Linked DNA regions of Mus musculus: regions 1, 3, 4, 5, 6 and 7 are each linked to region 2. A link is a contact called in public promoter capture Hi-C data. All regions are on one chromosome and are shown on one strand. Each heading gives the region's core, a stretch centred on a gene start, on an enhancer-like site or on the middle of the called end of the contact. The rest is flanking DNA. Distances are from core to core; before and after follow the strand shown.

What was found. Promoter capture Hi-C pulls out the DNA fragments that hold promoters and counts their contacts. Capture Hi-C pulls out chosen DNA fragments and counts their contacts.
Region 1: a contact with region 2 is called in a promoter capture Hi-C map of pre-B cells, with 2.2 times the contacts expected there. The contact joins the promoter of Tcea2 here to the promoter of Cables2 in region 2. A contact is called at or near these places in 1 of 39 promoter capture datasets (pre-B cells) and 1 of 9 other capture datasets (macrophages).
Region 3: a promoter capture Hi-C map of pre-B cells shows a contact between it and region 2, with 5 times the contacts expected there. The contact joins the promoter of Prpf6 here to the promoter of Cables2 in region 2. A contact is called at or near these places in 5 of 39 promoter capture datasets (the C10 cell line, liver, pre-B cells and 1 more), 2 of 115 datasets of contacts at active chromatin or transcription factors (astrocytes and pancreatic cancer cells) and 1 of 9 other capture datasets (adipose tissue).
Region 4: a promoter capture Hi-C map of embryonic stem cells shows a contact between it and region 2, with 16 times the contacts expected there. The contact joins the promoter of Polr3k here to the promoter of Cables2 in region 2. A contact is called at or near these places in 2 of 39 promoter capture datasets (embryonic stem cells and liver) and 1 of 9 other capture datasets (liver).
Region 5: a promoter capture Hi-C map of fetal liver shows a contact between it and region 2, with 5 times the contacts expected there. The contact joins the promoter of Dnajc5 here to the promoter of Cables2 in region 2. A contact is called at or near these places in 3 of 39 promoter capture datasets (fetal liver, liver and pre-B cells) and 1 of 115 datasets of contacts at active chromatin or transcription factors (embryonic stem cells).
Region 6: a promoter capture Hi-C map of liver shows a contact between it and region 2, with 4 times the contacts expected there. The contact joins the promoter of Stmn3 here to the promoter of Cables2 in region 2. A contact is called at or near these places in 6 of 39 promoter capture datasets (cranial neural crest, embryonic stem cells, hematopoietic stem and progenitor cells and 3 more).
Region 7: a contact with region 2 is called in a promoter capture Hi-C map of liver, with 2.9 times the contacts expected there. The contact joins the promoter of Arfrp1 here to the promoter of Cables2 in region 2. A contact is called at or near these places in 7 of 39 promoter capture datasets (embryonic stem cells, liver, neutrophils and 2 more) and 2 of 9 other capture datasets (adipose tissue and liver).

The regions. Positions count from the first base shown.
Region 1 is chr2:181,678,563-181,681,993 of GRCm38.p6, forward strand. Tcea2 (transcription elongation factor A (SII), 2) reads left to right here and starts at 1,735. Exons shown (of 10, transcript NM_009326.3): 1 at 1,735-1,913. The coding sequence starts at 1,845.
Region 2 is chr2:180,271,246-180,274,726 of GRCm38.p6, forward strand. It overlaps Cables2 (CDK5 and Abl enzyme substrate 2), which reads right to left and starts at 2,220. Exons shown (of 10, transcript NM_145851.2): 1 at 1,855-2,220. The coding sequence starts at 2,210.
Region 3 is chr2:181,599,262-181,602,745 of GRCm38.p6, forward strand. Prpf6 (pre-mRNA splicing factor 6) reads left to right here and starts at 2,058. Exons shown (of 21, transcript NM_133701.2): 1 at 2,058-2,270. The coding sequence starts at 2,200. It also overlaps a transcript of Samd10 not described here.
Region 4 is chr2:181,862,620-181,865,726 of GRCm38.p6, forward strand. It overlaps Polr3k (polymerase (RNA) III (DNA directed) polypeptide K), which reads left to right and starts at 1,741. Exons shown (of 3, transcript NM_025901.3): 1 at 1,741-1,950. The coding sequence starts at 1,840.
Region 5 is chr2:181,518,951-181,522,486 of GRCm38.p6, forward strand. It overlaps Dnajc5 (DnaJ heat shock protein family (Hsp40) member C5), which reads left to right and starts at 1,535. Exons shown (of 5, transcript NM_016775.3): 1 at 1,535-1,747.
Region 6 is chr2:181,312,875-181,316,295 of GRCm38.p6, forward strand. Stmn3 (stathmin-like 3) reads right to left here and starts at 1,626. Exons shown (of 5, transcript NM_009133.3): 1 at 1,320-1,626. The coding sequence starts at 1,338.
Region 7 is chr2:181,363,211-181,366,716 of GRCm38.p6, forward strand. Arfrp1 (ADP-ribosylation factor related protein 1) reads right to left here and starts at 2,194. Exons shown (of 8, transcript NM_029702.4): 1 at 2,009-2,194; 2 at 1,395-1,501; 3 at 1,101-1,188; 4 at 804-886. The coding sequence starts at 1,487. Zgpat (zinc finger, CCCH-type with G patch domain) reads left to right here and starts at 2,213. Exons shown (of 6, transcript NM_001048148.1): 1 at 2,213-3,042. The coding sequence starts at 2,462.

The DNA of each region.
Region 1 (3,431 bases), core at 485-2,984, 1.4 Mb after region 2:
AGGGCCAGAAGGTTCGATTTGGAGCTCTTGTAGGATCTGGGATCAGGACTTTTTGTTTCTGAAACATGTCTCTCATATACATATCTGAGGATAACCTTCAACTTCTGGCCTTCCTGTCTCTATCACCCAAGTGCTGAGTGAACAGGCACGTACCTGTGATGCCTGGTTTGTATGCAGTACGGTGGATTGAACCCAGGGCTTCCTACATGCTAAACAAAATACTATCAACTGCGCTTTCTAAAGTTGGAATTTTCTAAGGTTGCAATGTGGAAATATCTGGCTGGTGAGTACCAACCCCACAAGTAAGGACCCCTCAGGATTGAACACACCTTTGATCTGGCTTCTTGTGACATAGCTCCCCTGCTGGTGATCTACTGGATTTTCCTCAGGAAAGAGCCTGTTCTTGAGCAGATCTGTGGGTGGCTCCTGCCACCTACAGGCTGCTGTTGCTCATCATTGGGACCAGTCAGAGCTGGGACTACTCAGTAGGCAGTCCCTTGATGGGGTCAAGTCATCAGCCAAACACAGCATGGCTGAAGGTCCTGTGGTTCTCTTACTGCCTGTCTTGTGGTAGGGTCCTGAAAGCATTAATTCAGTACTCAAACACAGGGTTCCCTTTCCCAGAATTTTTGTTGTTGTTGTTGGGTTTAGCTTAGAGCAAGGGCCCAGCTCTCAGTAAAGGGCAGAATGAGAGGTGGTATGAAACTAGAGAGCTGGGTTCAGCCATCACTGCACCTCTGGAAAAGCTTTGTTGCCTTCAAGAAGTTCCATGCCTTTTTCTTATGGTAAAGATGTCATAACTGATTAAAACGGTCAGCTTAGGTCATTTGTGTATGTCATTTGCACTCTGGCCTCCTGGGTACAAAAAAATTCAGATTGACTTTTAGTACCAGCACACCTGCCACCATGTATAGGACAGAAGAAGAGCAGAGCACCATTCTCCCTTTCCTGGACGTGGTTAGGGTCTTCCTGAGGTAATGCCTCAGTAGCGGATTGCCTCAGTACCCTGCCCTGTTCTCAGTGTAAAATATGAATCGGAGGCTCCTGATCGCAGCCTCTGTCATTGTCACTTCACAGGTTGGGAGACTGAGACGTACAACAATGTGCAGAACTTGGGGTTTATACCGTTAGGTTGACTTCAGAACCTGAATAGTTCTCCCCACTCCCACCCCCCACCCCCGAGACAGGGTTTCTCTGTGTAACCCTGAATGTATTGGAACTAGCTCTGTAGACCAGGCTGACCTTGAACTCACAGGGATCTGCTTGACTCTCTATCTCTCGAGTGCAGGGATTAAAAAGGCATGAGCCTACATTGCTTGGCTAAAGCCTGAATTCTTGCGGAGAAACCGTTTCAGAGTCCCGGCCACCTGCGCAGCGCCAAGAAAGCCCCCAAACTCGGCTTGGTACCAAGTGAAGTGTGTGGAGTGAGCTGAGTGACTCTCGGAAGTGGAGGCGATCTAAGTGCACTAGTGAAGGCGCGACCGGCCGCCAGGGCAAGCTGCTCAGATGGGTTGAATTAAAGACCTGAGCGCAGTAGGGTTGTCCTTCTCCCTCCTCTAGGTCCTCCCTCCCCCTGGCATTCGGTGGGCACGTGGGGCCGTGGTCCGGCGGAGATACCTGCGGAACTACCTTTTCCAGCGGGCAATCAGGCCGCAGGCCGCAGGCCGCGCAGTCGTCTGGGAGTTGTGGTCCCGGGGGCGGGGACTCTTTTTTTTTTTTTTTTTTTTTAATTCTGTCGCACGCGGCCGCCAGGCGGAGGTTTGGACCGCGGATCTAGGCGGCGGCGGCGGCCGAGGTCAGGCCGGGCGGCGCAACCGGCACAACCCGCCGCCACCGAGGTAGTGATGGGCAAGGAGGAAGAGATTGCTCGTATCGCCCGGAGGCTGGACAAAATGGTGACCAGGAAGAACGCGGTGAGGGGCGCGGGCCGCCAGGACCCTGGGGCCCCGCTCCGCGGAGACCGTCTGAGCCTACCCTCGGGCAGAGTGATACCTAGCCCAGTCAGTCGAGACCCCTTGCCCAGGCCCGCCCTCCACCCTGTCCTGGGACTGCCGCTTCGCAATGGACGCCGCGTTGACCGAAAGCTACCCTCTGTTCGTCGCCCAGCGGTGGCCGCGGGCGTCCCTGGCCCAGCCGTTGTCTCCCCTGTCTGCCCCCCACCCTTCAGCACCAGGTTTCTCTTAATAAATTTTTCCCCTGCTTAGTCAGGCCTCAGGCAACAGCAAGTCGGTTTGGGCAGACAGTTGAGCCTGTGGCGTTGAGACCCCTGGCCAGTGTGGGCTTGGCAGTCCAGCCTGCCTTCCGACCATGGTCACCTGCGTAGCCTTTGAGGAGCATCCTTAGGGGATGATGGCACCTGCAATCTTGCCTTCCGTGGGTGGGAAGGGACTTAGGAGGTGGCTTTAAGACTGAGTGACTCTAGAGCATCCGCAGCACCGCTCTGAGGGCAGCCCAGATAGTGGCTGAGTCATGAGTCTGTACAGCCTCCCCAGGACTGTGCTTGAAGTAGAAGGCTGCAGGACAGCTTTTGGGGATGAGCAGGATTGCTCTAGGGGTTGGAGGGCTGGGGTCTAAAACAGGAAGTAGGTTAAGTGCCCACATAAGCCTTTACACTGGAAACAGAACCCACTTTGCAATCATCTGGGCTACAGAGGCCCTGCTGGAGCTTCTTTCCGGTAAGAGAAAGCACAAATGACAAACTTGGAACTAAGGGTGGCAGAGATAGGATGGGAATCCAAAGGGAGACCCAGTAAGGATGGAAGGCCACAGATAGGACTGTACAGTTGAGAAGGGAACCTGCAGAGGTTCCAGTAGTCCTTGAGAGAGGCTCCTTGGAACAGCTGATGGTTTATCTGGGTTTTCATTATGGGAGTGCAGGGCTATTGTGGATGCATGCCCCTGGCTCCAAGGATCAGGTCTTCTTAGCAAAGTCAGCCACCTCAGGGCTGATTGGTGTACAGCTTACTAACTTAGGGCCATGAAACAAGGCTGCAGCCTGAGCAGATAAGTCACACAGATTGAAGGGTCAGCCCCAGCCCCTACCACGGCTGGATGGGTTGGTTTTCTCTGCCTCTTTGTGGCATATAAAGACAAATGAGCTCATAGTGGAAACTTGGAGGACAGCAAACACAATAGTGTTGGGTGTTAGAAGAAAAGGCTGTCTCAGTTGTAGGAAGGAGGTGTTTGAATATAACCTGGAAGTGGTAAAGAGAAGAGCAGCCTTAAGCAGAGTGAGGTTTAAGGTAGGAACCAGAGGAGCCTGCCTACCCTTGAGGTTCAAAGAACAGAGCTTAGGCAGAGGAAGAAAATCAGGGTTTTCTGTTACAGTACCTAGGAGGAGGGTGGTGACCAGTCTGGAAAAGAGATAAAAAGTGAGACTATGGGATTTGTAGGTGCTGGCTTTAAGAAAAACTTCCCTTTGTATATTTAAT
Region 2 (3,481 bases), core at 970-3,469:
GCCTAGAGGTGAGCCTCCTTCCAGGCATGCAGTAAAAGAGACAATAAACAGCTCAAAAGCCCTGTGCAGACAACCAGCAGTGACTCTGTCTATTGCTAGAAAATACTCCTGAGAGCCCAAAGTAGGATCAAGGACAAAAAGCTTCTTGTCAGCCTATTCCACAGAGCAGGAGACTGAGGCTGTAAGAGATCCATTAGCTGTTCAAGGTCACAGAGCTACCGGATGGAGGATGGCTGGTCTGCACTCACTGTGACAGCCTTCAGGAGGCCAGCCACTGTTGTCTCTCCTACCCACAGACTGGGAGCTGGGGTAGACCGTCCTCCTGTTGAAGGCCTGTGACCACACAAGGATAACAACTCTCAGGATGAAGTGGGGCAGAACTAGGAAGACGGATGGCTGGAAGAGCTAGGACGGCGTGGGTACCAAAGGGAGCCTCAACCACAAATGTTTCAGCTTGCTCTTCAAGGGGGTCCAGCTAACTAACACTCTGGGACAAACTGACCCCTTGTCCCCACTGTATCCCTCTATGTCCTGTGGAGAAGCATGACCTGGCCCTACCTGTAGGCTGAGGTGGTAGCCACAGAAAGTTGAGGTCCTTTGGCCACAGATATGTGATGCAGGGTCAGAAGTCAGACAGCTTTTCCCATCACAGACCTGCCTAGGGCTTCCCACACCTGGGAGCCAGCCACCTGGCAGGAGCTCGGATATATAGCAGTGGGGCCTGCCCAGAAGGGACCTCAGTGTCCAGACTTAGCTCCCGCTGTCACTCGTTAGGTGAAGGCTGAGAATGCAAGAGGGAGCTGAGCAGGCTGAGACCCACATGGTGCTGGTAGCTACGGCCATCTGGGAAGTAAGCATAGCCAGGGAATGGGGGAGTAGTGAGGAATAAGAGCTGTCCTGGGCTAGGATGAAGGATCCTAGGATCCAGGCAGGGGAGGCAGAACAGTTACATGTTGCAGACCCTGAGTCCAGCAGGTGTGGGACAGAGGGCAGGGAGGTGGTCAGGTGTATAAGGCCGAGTAGAGATGAGACCAGGTAGGTAAGACCCTGGCCCACAAGCTGAGTTGGGCACACAGCCTGTAAAAAGTGTTTGTGAGTCTCTGTGTAGGGTAGCCAGGGGAGGGATGTGTCTAGAGTCAATTAGACCAAGGGAACTCCGAAATCCATATTCAGGGGACTTTCAAGGTAAAGAGCTGACCCCATATCCAGGAGCTGACAGCTTTAGTGGGACTTTCAAGGTAAAGAGCTGACCCCATATCCAGAAGTTGACAGTTTTAGTGGGACTATCCCTTCCCTCTGGAGGCTGACCAGCTTCAGTTAATCCCAAACTCATCTCCTGTATTCTGGACTGATGCTGCCACATCACCTCAGTCCCAGTCAAGGACAGACGGGACTGCGAGCCTCTCTGACTCTTGCACGCTGCGGTGATGGGCCCTCAAGTACCAGAATGAAGGATCCCTGGACCACCCTGGCTCCTGCATTATGGGCTGAAGAACCCTCTTCCCTAATTACCCGACACCTTGATCTTGGGCTGGTCATCTTGACCCTGTGTCCTGGGCTGACCATTCCGGTTCACCCAGACCTCTGAGTGTTAAGTTGATGGGTACCAGGTGACCATACCTGTGTGCGGGGTGAATGGACCCACCTCATCCCAACCATGTCCAGGTCTGCCGAGCTTGTGGCTTACCCGAACCCATAGGTCAACTACCCCACAACCTGGGAGGAGGGACCTGGCTCACCACCACCGGTGCCCCGGGCTGCCAAGGCCATAGGTCACACAGCCGGAGTGCTGGTTAGGCCTCTAGGCCACCACCCTGACCCCAGCGTGCAGCCGCCCCCGTCCAGCCCACTCACCTTTGGCGCTGCCCGTCCAGGCCAAGGCCGGCGGGCGCCGTCGTGGGGCTGAGCAGGCCCTGGGGCGCGGGCCTGGCTGGCAGCCCCGGGAGGCCTCCAGGTGGAGCGGGCGGCGGCGCGGGCGCCTCGCGGGCCTCGGTGGGCGGTGGCGGCGGCGGCGCTGGCTTCTCGCCTCCGGGACCCAGGCTCGGGGGCCGTCCGTCCAGGGAGATGTTGTTGAGAAAGAAGAGGGCGGCCTGACGGCGCCGGGAGTCCCCGCGCCTCCGCGGCACGGCCGGCGGGTTCCGGGCGGCCGGCGCGGGCCTGGAGGGGCCGGGGGCCGGACCCGGGGCTCCTCCCGCCGCAGCCGCGGCCATGCTCGAGTGCGCCGCCGCGCCGCGCCGCCGCGCAGCTGCCCATTGGCCGCGGCGCGCTTGCATGCAAATACCACCCCGTCACTCCCGCCCATTGGCCGCGGCGCGCCCATATGTAAATATAGTTCCGCGGTTCCTGTCTATTGGTTGCGGCGCGCCTGTATGCAAATACCACCCCGTCGCTCCCGCCCATTGGCCGCGGCGCGCCCATATGCAAATATAGTTCCGCGGTCCCTGTCCATTGGTTGCGGCGCGCCTGCATGCAAATGAGGCTCCTCTGAGCCCTTCGATCGGCTAGCGATATGTGGCTTGCCCCGGCGCTCCCCTGAGTCCTAGAGTCTTCTGTCTGTTGTAGGTTTGGCGTGGCTAAACACGGCAAGGTCGGTAGGTGCACGGAACCTGTGTCCTGTTCTCCCGTCCAGGACTCGGTGTACAGGGCACCCTTCAGCGAATGTTCATTATGGGCTGCAGACTCAGGGTGCGGGCCTGTTGTGGTCACTTGCTCCGGGGTGTTCCCTCAGCCCTGGGGTTCTTCTGGGCAGGTATCCATCCATGTTCCACCAGAGCCTGTAACTTCCGGGCTGTGCCGCCTGGCCTCCTCACTGACTGCTGAAGACACCCGTCTATGGTCTGAGGGCAGCTGACATCTCAGTTGCCTCATGGACGTGGTCTTGAGTCTGCATGATACTGGAGTTTCAGTTTCCTTCGTGGAGGATGTCCAGGACTCGAGTATACAAACCCTTCTGGCTCAGTACCGTGTGTGTATGTCGGCCCTTCCCTGTACAGAGTCTTCACCCTACCATCACCTGCTCTTTCCAGCTCCCAACCTATGTGGACTTCTTATCTTTCTTTTGTTTTGTTTTTCAAGTCAGGGTTTCTCTGTATAGTGTAGACCAGCCTGGCCTCGAACTCAGAAATCTGCCTGCCTCTACCTCCCAAGTGCTGGGATTAAAGGCATGCGTCACCACTGCCCGGCGACTTCTTGTCTTTAAAGTGTTTGATGGATCATTGAAGAAACACAAAGGAAAATCTCCCCAATGTTCTTTTTGGTCTATGGTCACTGCCTGCTCTGGTCCTGTGGCTGCTTAAAATGGGTGCTGGAGTGGAGTTGGTTGAGGGAGAGAGATCCCTGGGAAGTGGCTTCTTTCCTTGGGAGAAGCCATCGGTAGTGTTACCTATAGGAGTTCATACTGCCAGTTCCTTCCCTGCTTTTAAGGCTCAGGCAGGCTGATTCTGTCAGACACCCCCCTCTATCCATGGCATCTCCCTGTCAT
Region 3 (3,484 bases), core at 808-3,307, 1.3 Mb after region 2:
CGCCAGAGCGAAAGGCGTCCTTGCGCACCTGGGTAGGACTCCGTGGACCAGCCTCTCTTGCAACCCGCTGGAGGGCCTTTGCAGTTGGCAGGCGAGGTCCCCTCGGTCTGGTGGTGGTGGGGATAATCATGCCTGTGCGCTTTTAGCTACTCAGTCTGGCCAAGGGCCACATCATTCTCTCCCAAACACCTGTGTGTCCTAATTTGCCCATTCCTTTTTTTTTTTTTAATTTTATGAGTGTTTTGCCCGAGTGTATACCTGTGCACTACATACATACCTGGTGTCCAGAAGAGGATATCGGTTTTCCTGACACTGGGGTTATGGACAGTTGTGAGCTGCAACATGGGTAAACCCATGTCCTCTGCAAGAATGAGAAATTCTCTTAACCACCGAGCTATATTTCTATTTCCACTAACTCGTTCCATATATATATATATATATATATATATATATATATATATTTGAGATTATTTAATTTTTTTTTAGTTATTCACTTTACATCCTGCTCACTGCCCCCTCCTGATTACCCCCTCCCTCAATCTTTCCCCCTCCCCTTCTCCTCTGGGCAGGTGGGCCCCCCCTGGGACACACACACACACACACACACACACACTCTTCAAGTCTCTGTGAGGCTAGGTGCTTCTCCCACTGAGGCCAGACAAGGCAGCCCAGCTAGCAGAACATATTCCACGTAGAGATAGCCCTTGATTCAGTTATTTAGGACCCACATCAAGCCACATATCTGCCATGCATGAGTGGGGAAACCTAGGTTCAGCCGGTGTATGTTCCTTGGTTGGCGGTTCAGACTCTGAGAGCTCCAAGGGTCCAGGTTAGTTGACTCTGTTGGTCTTCCTGTGGAGTTCCTATCCCCTTCAGGACCCACAATCCTTTCCCCTGTTCTTCCATAAGAATCCTCAAGCTCAATCCACTGCTTGGCTGTTGGTGTCTGTATCTGTCTGAGTCAGCTACTAGCTCATTCTTTACTGGAGTATTTGCTGACCCTCATTTACGGACCACTTTGCTTTGAACTTCAGGCAATACTCCTATCTCTGTGAAGCCCCTCTGTCAGGCACAGTTCCCTGTGGGTCAGTGTTCACAGACTCAATCCTGCTCCTCCCTAAAAACCTGTCTAGGGAGCCAGGACTGCTTTAGTACCTCACTGAAAAGCATTGGCTGTAGAGGCCTGGTTGTCTGATCCAGCAGAGTCCAGGCTGCACAACTTGCAGTTTTTCCTGTCGGCCCTAGAGTCTGGTGCTCTCCCCATGTGTAGGAGGTGTAAGACAAGTGAGGCTGAGAGGCAGACTGTCTCAACGGGCTGAGACTGCTTTATTTAAACACTGAGGGCCCCTAACCTAAAAGGGCTGGGACATACACACAGAGTAGCTACCAGGAGTTTACAGCTATTTTTGAGGTTTAACTCGGAGCAGGGTTGTTTCCCAGGGGTGGCATACTGCTTCTGCAGGTAGACATCGCCGAGGCTAAGCAACTTTTTATAGCGTGGGGTTAATGCCCTGTACAGCCTAATTCACGGCCTGAAGCTATTATTACACAACAGGTGGGACTGGCATTGTGTTTCGGGAGGAGCTGCACACAGAAAATATCTGTGCAAAGTAGAGTGGTGTGAGTCCACTCAAGCCACTGGGCACACAATCACTCCCAAGCTTGTGACGCTGGCCCACACACTGTTGAGTGCACTATACATCTGTCCTCAGAAGGCGCGCGGGGGTTGGAGTGGTCCCGGATCTGATGGCGTAGTCTGGACCGTCGGTGGCCGCATACGGTTCAGTACAGTAAGGCTAGTCTGAAGTGGTTATGGTGGTTGAACTAAGTGGCTTCGCAGCCTTGCTTGCACCGGAACGCTCCTGAACAGGACTAATGCGTTCCGGCTCCGCGTCAAGGCTGGCATGAAAATCGAACCCACGTCCTTGTGGCGCGATACCGAATACCGTCACGCGCACGCGCGTCTTCCCGCAACAAACACTGCACACAGCGCTGGCCGGAAACACTTTGCAAACCCACATCTTTGACTTCCGCCCGAAGCTCTAGGTGGGCGGGGCTTTCCGTGACCCAGCTCTCTACTTCCGGTGCGCGGGTGACGTAGTGCCTGCATCTCTTACTGCTGCGACACCCGGAGGACTCTGAGTCTTCTGTCGTATACTTGCTCCCCTGCTTTTCTGTGTTTCGGTCAATAACACCGCCATGAACAAGAAGAAGAAGCCGTTCCTGGGCATGCCTGCGCCGCTGGGCTACGTACCCGGGCTGGGCAGGGGGTAAGGCAGTGGGGGGGAGTTTGCCCCGGGTAGGGTGCCTGGTGCCCTGGAACACAGCTCGCTCTTGGCCTATTTGAGAACGATTCTGGACTAGCAGCCACTAGAGCTAGAGAGACCGCGTCTCAAAATAAAACAAAAAACCAGGGGCTGGAGCTAGTGGCGCACGTCTCTAACCCCAGCATTGTTGTGGGGGGTGGGTGGGATGGGATGGGGCAGGGGCAGAGGCCTTCGTTTTTAAGTTAAGAGACCAGCCTCGTCTACATAGCGAATTACAAAACAGCCAGGGCTACACAGCGAGTTTCAGGACAGCTAGAATTACTTAACGAAACCTTGTCTCAAAAACAAGGTTAACTTTCACCGCCACAACTAGGTAATTTGGCATAATGCCTTTCCGACAAAGTGGGTATGCATGTATGTATGTATGTGTCGAAATATGTAGGTTCATGAGGCCTGACTACCACTCTAAGATATGACTGAGGGGTCTGAATCTCAGTGTCTTGGTGTCTGAAGTAATATCCGTAAGCGAGTTGGCTGTAAGAAGCAGTTGAGTCTTTGATGTATACAGTAAGAGTGTGCTATACCTTTCTTCCCTTAAACATTTTTCTCTAGGATGTGTGGCTGTAGGTCACCTGTTCAAATTCTCAGCCGTCTGGACAGAGATGGCAGTGCCACTAGTCATAAGGTGTTGGGTAGATGAATAGTATTTTTCCTACTTTTTATGCATTTGATTAGGGAAACATAAGTCTTCCTTGGTAATGGTAGGAGAAGGGAGGCATTCACAGCCGTTTTCAGAAGACTTGCAGTTCACAAGACAAGTTCGGTATTGGTATAAATAAGCACAAAAAGTAGGACAGAAGTCAAGAGATATTCAGCAGTGTGGCATTTTAGTTGGGTTTACGAAGTGTCAGATTTTGGGGGAGTAAAGGAAAAACGTGGAATTTGGTATAGGCACATAAAAAGGCAAGTAGGTGGCTGGTGAAGTGGCTCAGAGGGTAAAGGCTCTGTCAACCCTGAGTTTGAGTTCCCAGAATTCACGAGGTAGGAGGAGAGAACTGATTCTCTGAAATTGTCTTCTGACTTCTACAGATATGTCAGGTCACACGCACACACTAAATAAATAAATAGTTTAAAAGGGCAGCTGAAGATGTAGCTGAGCAGTACTGACAAAGCCCTGGGTTTGATTCCAATGTCTTGCCCAACCTCTTTAAAGAATA
Region 4 (3,107 bases), core at 491-2,990, 1.6 Mb after region 2:
GACAGAGCTCTTAACACTGAGTGAATCTTCTAGCCCAAAGTTCCAAAGTCCTTCCACAGTCCTCCCCAAAACATGGTCAGGCTGTCACAGGAATACCCCACTCTGCTGGTACCAATTTGCCTTAGTCAGGGTTTCTATTCCTGCACAAACATCATGACCAAGAAGCAAATTGGGGAGGAAAGGGTTTATTTGCCTTACATTTCCACACTGCCGTTCATCACCAAGGAAGTCAGGACTGGAACTCAAGCAGGTCAGGAAGCAGGAGCTGATGCAGAAGCCATGGAGGGATGCTCTTTACTGGCTTGCTTCCCCTGGCTTGCTCAGCCTGCTCTCTTATAGAACCAAGACTACCAGCCCAGAGATGGTCCCACCCACAAGGGGCCTTTCCCCCTTGATCACTAATTGAGAAAATGCCTTACAGTTGGATCTCATGGAGGCATTTCCCCAACTGAAGCTCCTTTTTCTGTGATAACTCCAGCTGTGTCAGGTTGACACAAAACTAGCCATAAATATTTGGCTTACATGTCAAGAGTCCATTGTTTAGGGGAGTCAATGCAGGAACTTGCTGCAGAAACAGAAGCCATTACCATGGTGGGATGCTGCTTACTGGTTTGCTCCTCATGATTTACTCAGATTCTCAGATTGCTTTTTTCTCTCTCTCCATTTTGTTCTTAGACTTACTTAAGTGTATGAGGGTTTTTGTTTGTTTGTTTTTTTTTTTTTTTGAATGCTTGTTCGTGCACCAAAGACGTGCTTGGTGCCTACGGAGGTCAGAAGAGGGCATTGGATTCTCAGGAACTGGAGGTTATGGACGTTTGTGAGCTACCATATTGGTGCTGGGAATTAAACCAGTGTTCACTATAAGAACAAGCAACAGCTGAACTATCTCTTCAGCCCCATCATTCTGCTTTCTTATATCACCCAGGACCACTGGCTTGGTGGTGACACCGCCCCCAATGGGCTAGACCCTCTCCTACCAATTTTAACTCAAGAAAATGCCCCCAGAGACTTATTTACTGGTCAATTTATGGTGACATTTTCACAATTGGGGTTCCTCTCCCTGGATATTTAGTTTGTGTATAGTTAAAGCAAACAGAAAACAACACACACATACATGTGCATGTTGCAGAATGACTGCAGAGGATTAAAGAGGCAAGGAGTTTCAAAGAAATCTGAGAAGCCAGAGCTGGGAAATATAAATGTCTATAGGAAATGAGATAAAAGAGTCAGCTGGACGTCTGTGAAAAGGAGCTGCTGGTATTTGTTACCTGCAGGGTTGAGTCTAGCTGTGTAAGTGAAAGGGCAGAATGAAACTAGGTGAAGAAATGGCCAGATGGAGGAATGGCAGGTCCAGATAGGATATCGTACGTCAGTCAGACAGCAGTTGAGACGTAGTATTAACAATGGGGACAGTGTTCCTGGGACATTTGGTTATTTTCTGTCCGTTCCGGATGAGAATATTGCGGAGCAGCATGATCCTCCTGTAACACGTCCATGGCTCGGAGTGCGGCAAGTGTCTCCTCATCACCCAGAACCTCTCACCTGGGTACTCTGGTGGTGCCAGCATTATCGGTCCAGTCCTCTTGGCGTTTCAGCTAGGGAGACGTGTGCACACGCGCAGAAACGACAGGGCTGGGCGTGCAGGCAGCATGCTATTGGCTGGATGGGAAAGGATTATCTGCGGTGACCAATGGAGTGTGCGAGGCTGCCCGCCGCAGTGCCTACTGGGAACGTCTTGAGGATCCCGGGTTGCCAGTTACGGAGCAAGTGAGACGGCTTTTGATTGGGCGCCTGCACCACGGAAGCGCCAGACAGAAGCGAGGTGTGGAAGCTGGCAGTATGCTGTTGTTCTGCCCGGGCTGCGGGAACGGACTCATTGTGGAGGAGGGGCAGCGTTGCCATCGCTTCGCCTGCAACACTTGCCCCTACGTCCATAATATCACCCGTAAGGTAAGTTCCACAGACGGGTGCCTTCTCTGCTTTCTGGGAGGCACAGCAAGCGTCGGCGCGCTCAGACCTTCCTGCAGGCTTTTGTGCTCTCGCTGCGGTGGTACCCCAAGTCCAGCAGTCGCTGCTCCAGTGGCGTCGCTCCGGCCACGTCGAAGCCCCCCCACCCCCCTCTAGCTCTCCGTTGCCCACTTTGTGATACTCCGAAAATTGTGAGAATTTTAGTTCATACCTTTTAAACCTACACTCCCCTCGTGCTGTCCTTGGCGTACCAGTCCGCGCCTCGCCTCTGATTTGAAATCCTTGGGTTCTTCTTGTGGCTCTTTTGCTCCCAGCCCCTGTCGTTATTCTAGAGAATCTTCACCATGTACGCAGTACTGTTAGGTCCTTCCTTTTGCCCGAGTCATTCTTACACAGGCACATATCACACTTATTCATTCTCCGCCTTACCCCCTACCCCCGTGTATGTGTGCATGTATGCGTCTCTGTTTCCCTCTTCCTTTCTCTCTCCCTCTCCTCTTTTAAAATAATGGCTACCTTATTTAGATTCCTGCCCTTCTGGCTGTTTGTGCATGTCTATAATTTTAGCACTTGGAGAGGCTGCGGCAGGAGAATAGGTTCAAGGCTCACCTGGGCTGCATAGCACATAGACACGCACACACACGCACGCACAGGCACAGGAAACAAACCAAACCCCAGCACTTTCAGTTTATCCACATTCCTTTTATATTTTTCACAGAATGCATTGCCTTCTAATATTTTATATCCTTGTTGCTATTTTGTGTGTGTGGTGCTTGTGTTGGAGCCCAGAAAGCTGTATTTCTAGCCCTTGGTGTTTTGTGTACCCTTCAACTCTTGTTTTGTTCCTCCTTACCTCAGTGACTGCAGGTGTGCACCACTGGGCCTTGGTGACATCTCATTCTTAATGTTTGCTCATTAGAGCTGTATGGTAGGAGTTTAGAGTCTGGATTTGTGGTAAGATGAGTTGTGACATAATTTCGAAATTAGAAGGATGCCTGATAAACTTAGGAAAGCAGCCAAAATGACCTGGGGAGTGCTGGTATACCCAGTTAAATGTCTGTCACTCCTGTTGGATTATTAGGTGTCTGAGGGGTATGAGAGAAGAGTGAGGTTTTACTAGGCTGATTTTTCTTCCTGCT
Region 5 (3,536 bases), core at 285-2,784, 1.2 Mb after region 2:
CATATATCTTGTTGGTTAACCAACAGCTGTTTAATTGGACTTTATGCCTGCTCAATAAGAGAGAAATCACGCCTGATCCTGGAAACCTAGGCGACTATCTGGGGCTAGTGAAGTCATGGATCACGTTGCTAAACCAGCATAGTCCCTAATTACATCCTAAATACTCATCCCTACACCTATAGGTTAAGTGTAGTTCTCACTCTTCATCAAGGAAAACATCTTCTCCAGATAGAGATCATTACAGAAATTGAAACTGATCAGAATGCAGATTGGTGGAGCCCAGTCCCCACAGATAGAACTCCACCACAAGTCCTGAACTTAAGGCTCAGAGATCATTGTGGAAGAAGGGGAGGAAAAGCTGCAACAACCAGAGGACCAGACAGTTCGCTCTAAGATTTATCTCCTTAAAATGTCAGAGAAGCTACATCCGTGAAGTAACATAACCAACATGGCTGCCTAACTGACCTGAGCAAGGACAACATCAGCTAAGCATGGTGTAAGGGAGAAAGCGCACAGGGCCTCAATCCTAGCTAACTAAGGAATTCTGAGAGCTGGAGAAATAATCAGTTTTAGGGAAGAACATAGAAATTGGTTTTCCCATAGCAAATGATCAGCCTTGAAAACATATACCTACTTAACATACAGACTGAATAGGCTGTATTTATATATTTAGGAGCTATATCACAACAAAGAAGAGGCTATGAATTTGAAAGGGTGAGTGTGTGTGTGTGTGTGTGTGTGTGAATATGAGAGGTTTGGAGAGAGGCAGGGGAAAAATGATGTAATTATAATCCAAAAAGATTATAAGAAAAAATGGTGGGCAGGCAAGAATGAAAGTAAAGCTGTAGGAACACTGGCCAGGAAGATTGGTAGCTCTGGAATAAAAAAGCACAGCACTTGAAATTGTTTGTTACAGCGTAAGTAGGCAAGGGTCACTAGGTTTATTACTTAGTAAGTGAACAGAGTGAACAAGGATTGTATGAGACAGAGTGGGAAGAAAAGTCCTTAACCGTCCACGCATATCATTGCAGACGATTCCTAAAGGATCGCTAAATAATGGCGGTTGATTTTTCAGTGACTGGGAAGAAAGGCAGGAAAGTCTTTTCTGGGTGGTCTCCAGGGATGAACGAAAATGTCAGTCCCAAGGCAGTACCTTGAGACGAAAATGAAGGTCTCCCTCTCTAGTTTTTTGGTAAGTAGTAATAAATTTTTTGAGGCTTATATGAAGCACTGAGCAAACAACTGGAAGAAGAGCAGTTTTACTCGCGGAGTGCCACTTGCCTGCCTTCCAGAGGCGAACCCGCAAGCCTAGGCCTTGCCTCTGCTCCCGGGCTGTAGCTTCCGGCTTAGTAGCTGCAGGCTCCGCCCACCACCTTAACCCTTCCCGGTGATCGTCAACTGGGGCGCAACCTTTCGGGGACCGAGTTCTACCGGAGCTCCGGAGCTTTCGTGCGGCGCTGCCACATTGGCTCCGACTATGGGCGGGGCCTCAGTGTTGGGTTCTAGGCGCTTGCGCAGCCAGCTCTGACCTGCCAGAACACACGTCTTTTTCCGGGGGCGCGCGTGCCAGTGAGTGAGCGTGCGCGTTCTTGCTGCCGCCAGTGTTGCTTCCGCCGTCCTCTGCCGCTGCTACGGCTGTCGCCGCCCGGGATCCTCAGGCCGAGCAGTAGGCCGGCCGGCTGCCCACCACTGCCCCGGGACGGAAAGCGGAGCCGCGGAACCGGTGGACCGGCGGGCGTGCCGACAGGTGAGCTCACTCTCCAGTGGCTCTCAAATTAGGTGGGGCCGCGGGGTTCAAGCTGCCGGAGCCGGGCAAAGGGGAGGGGAAGTGGGGCGAGGGCGCCGCAGCAGGAGGTGAAAGCTGCCCGCAGCGGAAATGGCGGCGACCCTCAGCAGCGGCGGCGAGCCCGGCCCTGGGCACCACTAGGCCCTGCTCGACCTTGCGCACGGCGGGGCGGCGCGGAGACGAGGCTTTCCGGGCCAACTCCGGTTCGCACGCGCGGCCGCCTCCGCGGCTCCCGGAACGCAGAAACTGGTGTGTAGGGAGGCGGGCAGTAAAGGCTCCGAGGCTTGTTCACATTCTGGGACGCAGAAATTGCCTTATAGTTGTAAATTTCAAAGGCATTTGATGTATAAAAAAACCCCTAGTTTATATACCTAGGGACGACATTTTAAGAGGCGATTTTGTGTCGTGCTCTTTGGGGAGAGAATTAGGGACTCATTCGTTTAGGCTCCAACTTGTGTTATATGGCTGGATTAAAGACTTGTTTTTCCTTGTGTCTAGGAGATGATTTCTCCGAATTCATTAAGTGCATCTTCGGAAAAATAATGCAAAAGGTAGCTTTAATTTGTTTTCAGATTGGACTTTGGGGAAATTGGGTCGCCGTTTGTTGGACGCTCAGCTGATCATTCATCCTTTATAGGCAGTGTGTCTCAATTGCTAGTGGTTTGTCTGTTTAAACATCAAAACGCTACTTAATAACACAAAGAATTATATTGTCCCATATATTGTCGTGGTTGCCTAAAGACAAAACTCTAATCGTAGGATAATTTTGTTCATTTATTTGCTTTCTTTAAGGAAAGCGTGATCTGTTAGGTGACATTAAAAGCCAGGACTTTCCGCAGTTTCTAACTTAATATGTGTTACGAATCTGTTACCTGTATCAGTATTTTCATACTTAGGCTGGCCCTGTGTGTGTGGACCGCAAGTGTGGAGCCAGTGGAGCCTCTAAATTCGTTCGGGTTTGGGAACAGGGTACCTGCCCTTGGATTCTTTAAGCACCGTGCCGCACAATCTCTTTGCCCCAGCAGCCTCCTTGCTAGTCTCTTAACCAATTTAAGTGCTCAACCCTTGACATTTTTTTCATGACCACTCTCATGTTCCTGTTATGTGAGATATCCTTCGTTTCTACTCCTCTGTTATTCCACTGTGTACTGCTGTAACTAGTCTACTGTCGAATGTTAGACTCTCTGCTTTACTTTTCCCCTCCTTGCTTAATTGTATACAGCACTTGACTCTTCGTTTACTGTGTTAACATATTTAACATTGTTTTTTAGTTAAGGTTTTGTTTTGTTTAGGATAGTCAGATAGTATGTGCCCAGTAAATACTTACGGAATGAATGGAAATGAGTTTAGTAGCAGCTAGGCTATTACCCTTTCACCAGGAAGCCAATTAGTGAGTAGTGAGCGCTTAAGAATCACCAGGCTTCTGTATCCTCAAGGACAGAGCCACCAACTTTCCCCTGCCCTTTGGGGGTGGGAGGGGGGCAGTCAGTTAAGAGAAAGGGCTTATACTTTCCTGTAAAATCACTTTACAACTTTTGGGGGGTGGGGCAGGAGGAGGATTGGTTTTTCAAGACTAGGTTTCTCTCTGGCTTGCCCTGATACTTGCTCTATGGACAGTGTGCACCATGGCCTTGAACTCAGAGATCCACCTGCCTCTGCCTTCCAAGTACTGGGCCTACAGGGGTGCGATACGATTATCAGCCAGCTCTGTAACTTTCGATTTGTGATTTTTCAGAGCTAAAAGCTTTTA
Region 6 (3,421 bases), core at 376-2,875, 1.0 Mb after region 2:
AGGACAGGATAACTCATAAGAAACTGGTATGTGAGAGACATTAAGCAAGAGGAAGACGCTTCCCCAGGGCTGATGGAAAGGGGGCCAGGTCTGGCTATAGTACAAAGGTAAGGTTTGAGCCACGGTTTTGGAGCTGGTGCTTAAAGTGTCTTTTACACATGTGGGCCCCTCCTTGGCTGGTACTGAAAATCTCTGGCCTTAAGGGGCGGCTTCAGGGAGGGACCGTGTGATGGGTGGAGTTTGTACCTGGGGCCAAAGCCAGGGAGAACCATGCATTGACCTATTTGACCGAGATCAGCCTTCTGGGCTGAGAGAAGGTAAGGCAGCAAGACCATGAGGCTCTTAGAGGAAACCAAGGTCAGGAGGTGGGTGTCATGCGTCCTGCAGTCTCAGGCACCCAGAAGAAAAAAAAAAAAAAAAAAAAACCCTGCTGAGACTAGGGACTGGGCGGGGCTGTCCAGCTTTAGCCTCTCAGGTCAAGAGTGGAGCCGCCGCAACCATGCAGGGACCTAGTACACTGCTAGTGTCCTTTCCTCCGCCTCGGTTCGACCCTCTATGCAGTCTGAGGTGTGGGAGGCTTCCTATGAAAGCAGACCCCACCCATACCCCGGAAAGGTTTGGAAATGCAGTAGCCTCTCCACTTATACCCAGTGGCGCAAAGGGCGGAGGTTCTTCTGGCTGGAGCCGGTGGCCCTAGCATCGCAGAGGGTGGTCCCCCTGTACAACGGTCACAGTGGGGAATGGAGGCGAGGAAGCCTCGCTTGTCGCAGGCTCCAGTCTCTCTCCGCGCGGTTGAGAGGTCCCCTCCTGTGTCCCTGCGCCCCTCCCCCATTTCTCAGGGACCAAGGTCCAGGCTTCTATGGAGGGTTCCACCTCCCCCTCAGCCCCCTACGAAGACTCAATGACACTGAAACCCAAGGTAGCTGGAGCCTTAGGGGACCTGCTAGCCGAACTGCAGGCACTCTTGTTCGCAGGCATAGAATCCGCAAAGCCGCTCTGCGGCAGTTGCACCTTGGCCCCGCACCCCAGCGCCTGAAGGGGTAATGCCCCGGGGAGCCCGGTTTCATTCAACCCTGTCTAGGGCGCGGCTCCTACCCCGCGTCCAGTAGCATCTCCTCCGCACTTGAGTCCCCTTCCACCCCTTAAGAACTCTGGACCCCCCTTCTTGCAGGGCCAGCCCAGCCTCGCCTTGCACAAGGTCCGACACAGGAAAACGGAGCCAGTAACTTGCTACTGCATCAGGCGAGGCCTCTGCTTAGACAATGGCCTCTGGTAAGACCCACTGCGGTCCCATGATCCCCTAGGCTCCCGAGCCCTACCAGATACGGTGCTGGCCATGGTGCTGGCGGCGGCTGGGGCTTCGGAGGCCGGAGGGATGCGGGCGGTGTCTGGGAGCTGCAGTCTGCGAATGCTGCAATGCTGTGGAGGGGAGGGAGGAAGGGCGGGCGCGGCAAGAGGGGGAGGGAGCGAGGGATGGATGGAGGAGTGGGGGTGGAAGGAAGGGGAGGGGAGAGGAAGAAAGAGAGGAAAGGAGAGAGGAAGGGCGGGAGGGAGGGAGAAGGAGAGAGAAGAGGGAGAGAGAGACAGATCCGACAGACAGTGGACGAACAAACGCTGGCAGCAACTATCAAAGACAAGACAGTGGGAGGAGATGGAGGGAGAGAAGTAAAACGATGCAGTAAGAGGCCTATATTTCATCTGCCGCAGCCATGGATGACACTCCTGTAATATGGCTTTGTGTATCTTAGAGAATGTGGAGATAAGACTCATTCCCCAGAATAGGCACGGAAGGAGAAGGGCCAGAGTATGGGCTTGTCTCATAGTCAGGGTGGGTGACAGAGGCTGCTAGAGGGTGGATGACTTCTAAGCCCCTGTTAAGTACTGAAAGGAAGGGATTCACTGGTTTGCAAAGGGTGACACTGTCCTACAAGAATATCTGGGGTAACTCTGTCCAGAGAGTGAGCAGGTTCTGGTTAAATAAGGGTGTGGTAAGGCCTATGACTGGGATTTGATGTGACCTTGAGTCAGGTTCTAGCACCAGCTCTCACATTCTCTATCTGATGGAGAAAGAGTTCCTAACCTCTCTGGGCCTTTGCTTCTTTGGTATAAGATGGAGCCATAGTGTCAGACTCCAGAAGACAGAAGAGAGATTTGCTAGGGTTGAGTGTATACATGCATATGTGTTCTATTTTCATCCCTGGAGTAATAAAATGTTTTGGTCAAGGGCTGGGAATGGTAGTACATATCTTTCATTCCAGTACTTGAGAGACAGAAGCAAGAGGATCTCTGTGAGTTCTAGGCCAGCCAAGACTACATAGTGAGACCCCGACGGGAAATAAGCTTCATCAATGCAACATGAGGGGAAGAATTTATTTCATTTTACAGGTTACAACCCATCATTGAGGGAAGTCAAGGCAGGAACTTGAAATCAGGTCTGCTTGCTAAGCCATAAAGCATTACCTCTGACCAAGAAACCTAGTCACTTTTACGGAAATGTAGCAGGAACCACGGAGAAGTGCTGCTCTCTGGCTCACAAACAGGCTTATGTTTCTCTGGCCTTCCTAAATAGTTTAGGTAAGCCGGGTGGTGGTGGTGCACACCTTTAAGCCCAGCACTTGGGAGGCAGAGGCAGGTGGATTTCTGAGTTCGAGGCCAGCCTGGTCTACAGAGTGAGTTCCAAGACAGCCAGGGCTACACAGAGAAACCCTGTCTCAAAAAAAAAAAAAAAAAAGTTTAGGTAACAAGCTGCCTAGGAGTGTACTGCCCAGCAATGAACAATCAAGACAGTCCCCCCAAAGACATGGGCACAGGTAAATTTTGATCCAGGAAATTCCTCAGTTGAAATCCCTTTCTTGTGTGACTCTAGGCTGTGCTAAGGTGACATTAAGGCTTACTGGGACAAGTAGGGAGCACATGATTTGCCTTTCCTGACAAGACAGCCTAATATCTAATGGGCTATCTCATCCACTTTTGAGATGGAGTCACTGAAATCTAGACAAAAATGGCTTGTTTCACAAACATTTAACTCATAAGGCTAGAAGTAAAATTCTGAAAATCCTCCAAGACTTTAGGAAGAGGAGGCAGCTTACAAAGGCAAAAGTCAGGGGCAAACCTAAGGACCAGGTGTACATGGAGCCATCCTATTAGCATTGCATATAACCTTGCACCTAGTAATGTATACCTGAGCCTGGGCCTATGTATCTGACAGTTGGGATTAAATTGCATTGTGTGGATTAAAAGACATAGAAAGGGAATATCCAGTGGGCCCAAATAAATAGGAGCCCCCCTTTCCCTAAAGATTTGTTTTATTCTCTCTCTCTTCCTGTGTGTGTGTGTGTGTGTGTGTGTGTGTGTGTGTATACAGGTGCCTGTGGAGGCCAAAAGGGACATCAAATCACTTGAAGTTGTAGTTAAAGGTGGT
Region 7 (3,506 bases), core at 944-3,443, 1.1 Mb after region 2:
AAAAAGAAGAAGGCGCTGTCTGCCTCTGAGAACACCCTCCTTGGAAGGGTAAAAGGCCATCTAAAAGAACAAGCTAGAATGAAGCAGACAGACTCAGAGAACACAGGTTTTGGGCCCTCCCTGTCTATGAACTGCCATTTTTATCCACCTGTTAGAGGATAGGCTATAGTCCTCACTGAGTTCCTCAGTAAGCGCTCTGCATAGACTACCCTAATGAACAATGCTTCTTTCTTTGGGATTGAAGAAAAGATTGGGTACTCCCTGGGGGAATTCCCTTGATGTCACTTTCGTGGTGACTCTAGCCCTGGTTTTTACCAGAGTGAGACAGAAAGCAACTTGGGAACCTGGGATAGGATCCAAGAAAAAACCTTTAGACAGAGCCATGTGTATGATAAGCAGGTAAAAGTGGTTGCTACACAAGCCTGATAATCCGAGTTTGATCCTTGGAACCCACATTAAGGTGAGAAAAACAGTCTACAAATTAGCCCCGTCGCCCACACGCATGCTGTGACACGCACCCCTCCCCCAATAAAAATAACTTAAAACCCGGCAGTGGTGGCACACGCCTTTAATCCCAGCACTTGGGAGGCAGAGGCAGGCAGATTTCTGAGTTCAAGGCCAGCCTGGTCTACAGAGTGAGTTCCAGGACAGCCAGGGCTACACAGAGAAACCCTGTCTCGAAAAACCAGAAAAACTTAAAAAAAAAAATTAGAAAATCTTTGGGGTAAATGTGGAACTCTCACAGAAAAGACTATGAGGGGCCATCTAGAGAAAAACAGGATCAAACAGGTAATGTGTCTTACCTTGTCCCACAAAGACTGCAGCTCTTCCTGCCCACCTAAGTCCCAAAACATGAGACGAGCCTTTCCCACGTCCACAGTGCCAACTGGAAAGAGTACAGAAAGAGCTAGCTCCTGACCTTTACACACAAGGTTCCAGCTCTCCCCAGGATGGGACAAACCATTCTGGTACCAATCCTAGGGAACTTGAACACAGAATAGAAAGACAGGGTTTTGACCACTGGTCAGCTGGGTTGTGGACCTTACAGCATCCATCTCTAAGGGACCTCCTAAGATCATATCCCTAAGGTGCCCCCTTACTGTTTAGACCCACGGTAGTGGTGATTTTGGATAGACTCATCCCCTTGTAGTTCTTGTTAAAGCGTGTTTTTGACTGTTCCAGGAAAGTCTGAGGAAAAAAAGAGAGGGGGTTAGATAGCAGCAGCTAGAGTAGTTTTCTGGTGTCCTTCCCACCTATCCCTTCACACCCATGCAGCCATGCACGCCTCTGCCTGTGGCTTGATCTTCAGGAGGCTGGTGACTACTAACCTGTAGCCTTGGGGCGGGGGTTAGATCAGGCAGGGAATGGGAACTGGTGAGAGAGCAGGGACCTACCGTCTTCCCAGCATTGTCCAGGCCCAGGATCAGGATGCAGTATTCATCCTTCTGGAACATGTACTTGTACAATCCCGAAAGCAGCGTGTACATCCTGTTCTGGCACCCTGAGAGATGTCAATGTGTGTACCGGGGGCATCGGCCTCCTGCCCTGCCCGCTTCATCAGCGGTCCGCCTCTCCTGCTAGTTTTCAAATGTGTAGCCTCGCGGATCCTGACTCTTCGCCCCCATCCCGCCTCTTCTGTTAAAATCCCTGACCCTGATTCCCCCGATGCCATCGCTGACCACGTGCTAGACCTGGGCCACTCCCACTTAATGTCATCTTTCATAATGCACCATCAATTCGGAGTCCTGAAAAGCCCGTGGCGGCCTGCTCTGCTCCGCCTTCCTAAGGCTCCTCTTTCCGAACCCTCAACTCAGAACCAGGAAACGCGGCCGGCGACTTAAGTCTAGGAAGCGACCAGAGAGGCAGAGCTCCTGAGGAGGGTCGGCTTCGGCTTCCCGCCGCCGCCGGGCCCACGGAGCCTGGGAACCAGCAGCTGAAGCCACTTCCGTCCCCCTGTTCCAGGACTTTAGAACCCCGGCCCCTCAGTCCAGCTGAGGCCCACCCGTACCTGCTCAGATCTTGGAGGAGGAGCCGCCGCCGCCGCCGCCGCCGCCGCCGCGTTCCTAACCCCACCGACCTCACGCTGACCCCTCACAGTGCCTGACGGAACAAGGAGCGAAGGACGGAGCACGGGCGGAATCGCATCCCAGCGGCCCCCGCGCGCAGGTACTTCCGGCAGCTTCGGCTCTCCGGCGGAAGTGCCCGGCGGAGGGCAGAAGGCTAGCGCGTGAGCTTGGCTGGCGAGGGCGGAAGCCCTTCTAGCCTGCGAGCGCCGGCCGGAGGTGGGGTTGCGGGCCGCAGAGGACGGGGCGGGTGACGTGCAGGTCCCCCTCGGCGGAACCGCGGCCCTCCTCAGGCTCCCTAGCGGTTTTGGGGGCGGCGTTGCCCTGAGTTGTTCTTACTGCTCTTCCTCCTGTTTTTGTCTGCGGTAAAGGTTCCGAATCCTGCCTGCTGGGTCGGGATGGACGAGGACAACCTAGAGACTGCCCTGCAGACCTACCGGGCCCAGCTGCAGCAGGTAGAGCTGGCGCTCGGTGCTGGCCTAGACGCTTCTGAGCAGGCGGACCTGCGTCAGCTGCAGGGCGATCTAAAGGAGCTGATTGAGCTCACCGAGGCCAGCCTGTTGTCGGTCAGAAAGAGCAAGCTGCTGTCTACAGTGGACCAGGAGAGCCCAGCTCAAGAGGATGCTGAGTACCTGGCTTTCCAGAAGGCCATTGCGGAGGAAGTGGAAGCGCCCGGCGCCCCCTGCAATGACTCGGAGACGGCCCCTGGGAGCGAGGTGCAGCCGGGATCCACCTCCTCTGCACTGGAGGAGGAGGAGGAGGACCCAGATCTGGAGGAACTGAGCGGTGCTAAAGTGAATGCCCCCTACTACAGCGCTTGGGGCACGCTGGAGTATCACAACGCTATGGTAGTGGGCGCCGAAGAGGCGGAGGATGGTTCTGCGTGCGTCCGAGTCCTCTACCTATACCCTACCCACAAGTCCCTGAAGCCCTGTCCGTTCTTCCTGGAGGGAAAGTGCCGGTTCAAGGAGAACTGCAGGTAAAACCCTCTGCTGCTAGCAATGAAGGGCACGCAGTCGGGACCACCGCTGTGGCCTGTCGCCACAACTAGTTTGGCACCCAGCAGAGTTGGTAATAGAGTCCAAACCTTAGGTGACTGACAGGCTTTTACAGAAGTGTTCTCCGTGTGTTTACTTAGATTTTTCTTGCATACATCAAGAAGTTTGAAAGAGCTTATGTTGAAAAGATAGGGCAATCCTTCATCAATATTCTTCTCCAAGGTGTAAAACTTTTTTTTTCCCCTTTGAGATAGCAGTGTAGTAACTCTCGATGTCCTTGAATTCTTGATCCGTCAGCAACTCTACTACATCCTGAACGCCTTCAGTTTCCAAATGCTAGGATTACAGGTGGAGGCCACCACTTCTACTGGGCTACATCTCCAGCTCGGAACCTTTTTTCTTTTTTTCTCTTTTTAAAAATTTATTGACTATGCTGAGGATGGAA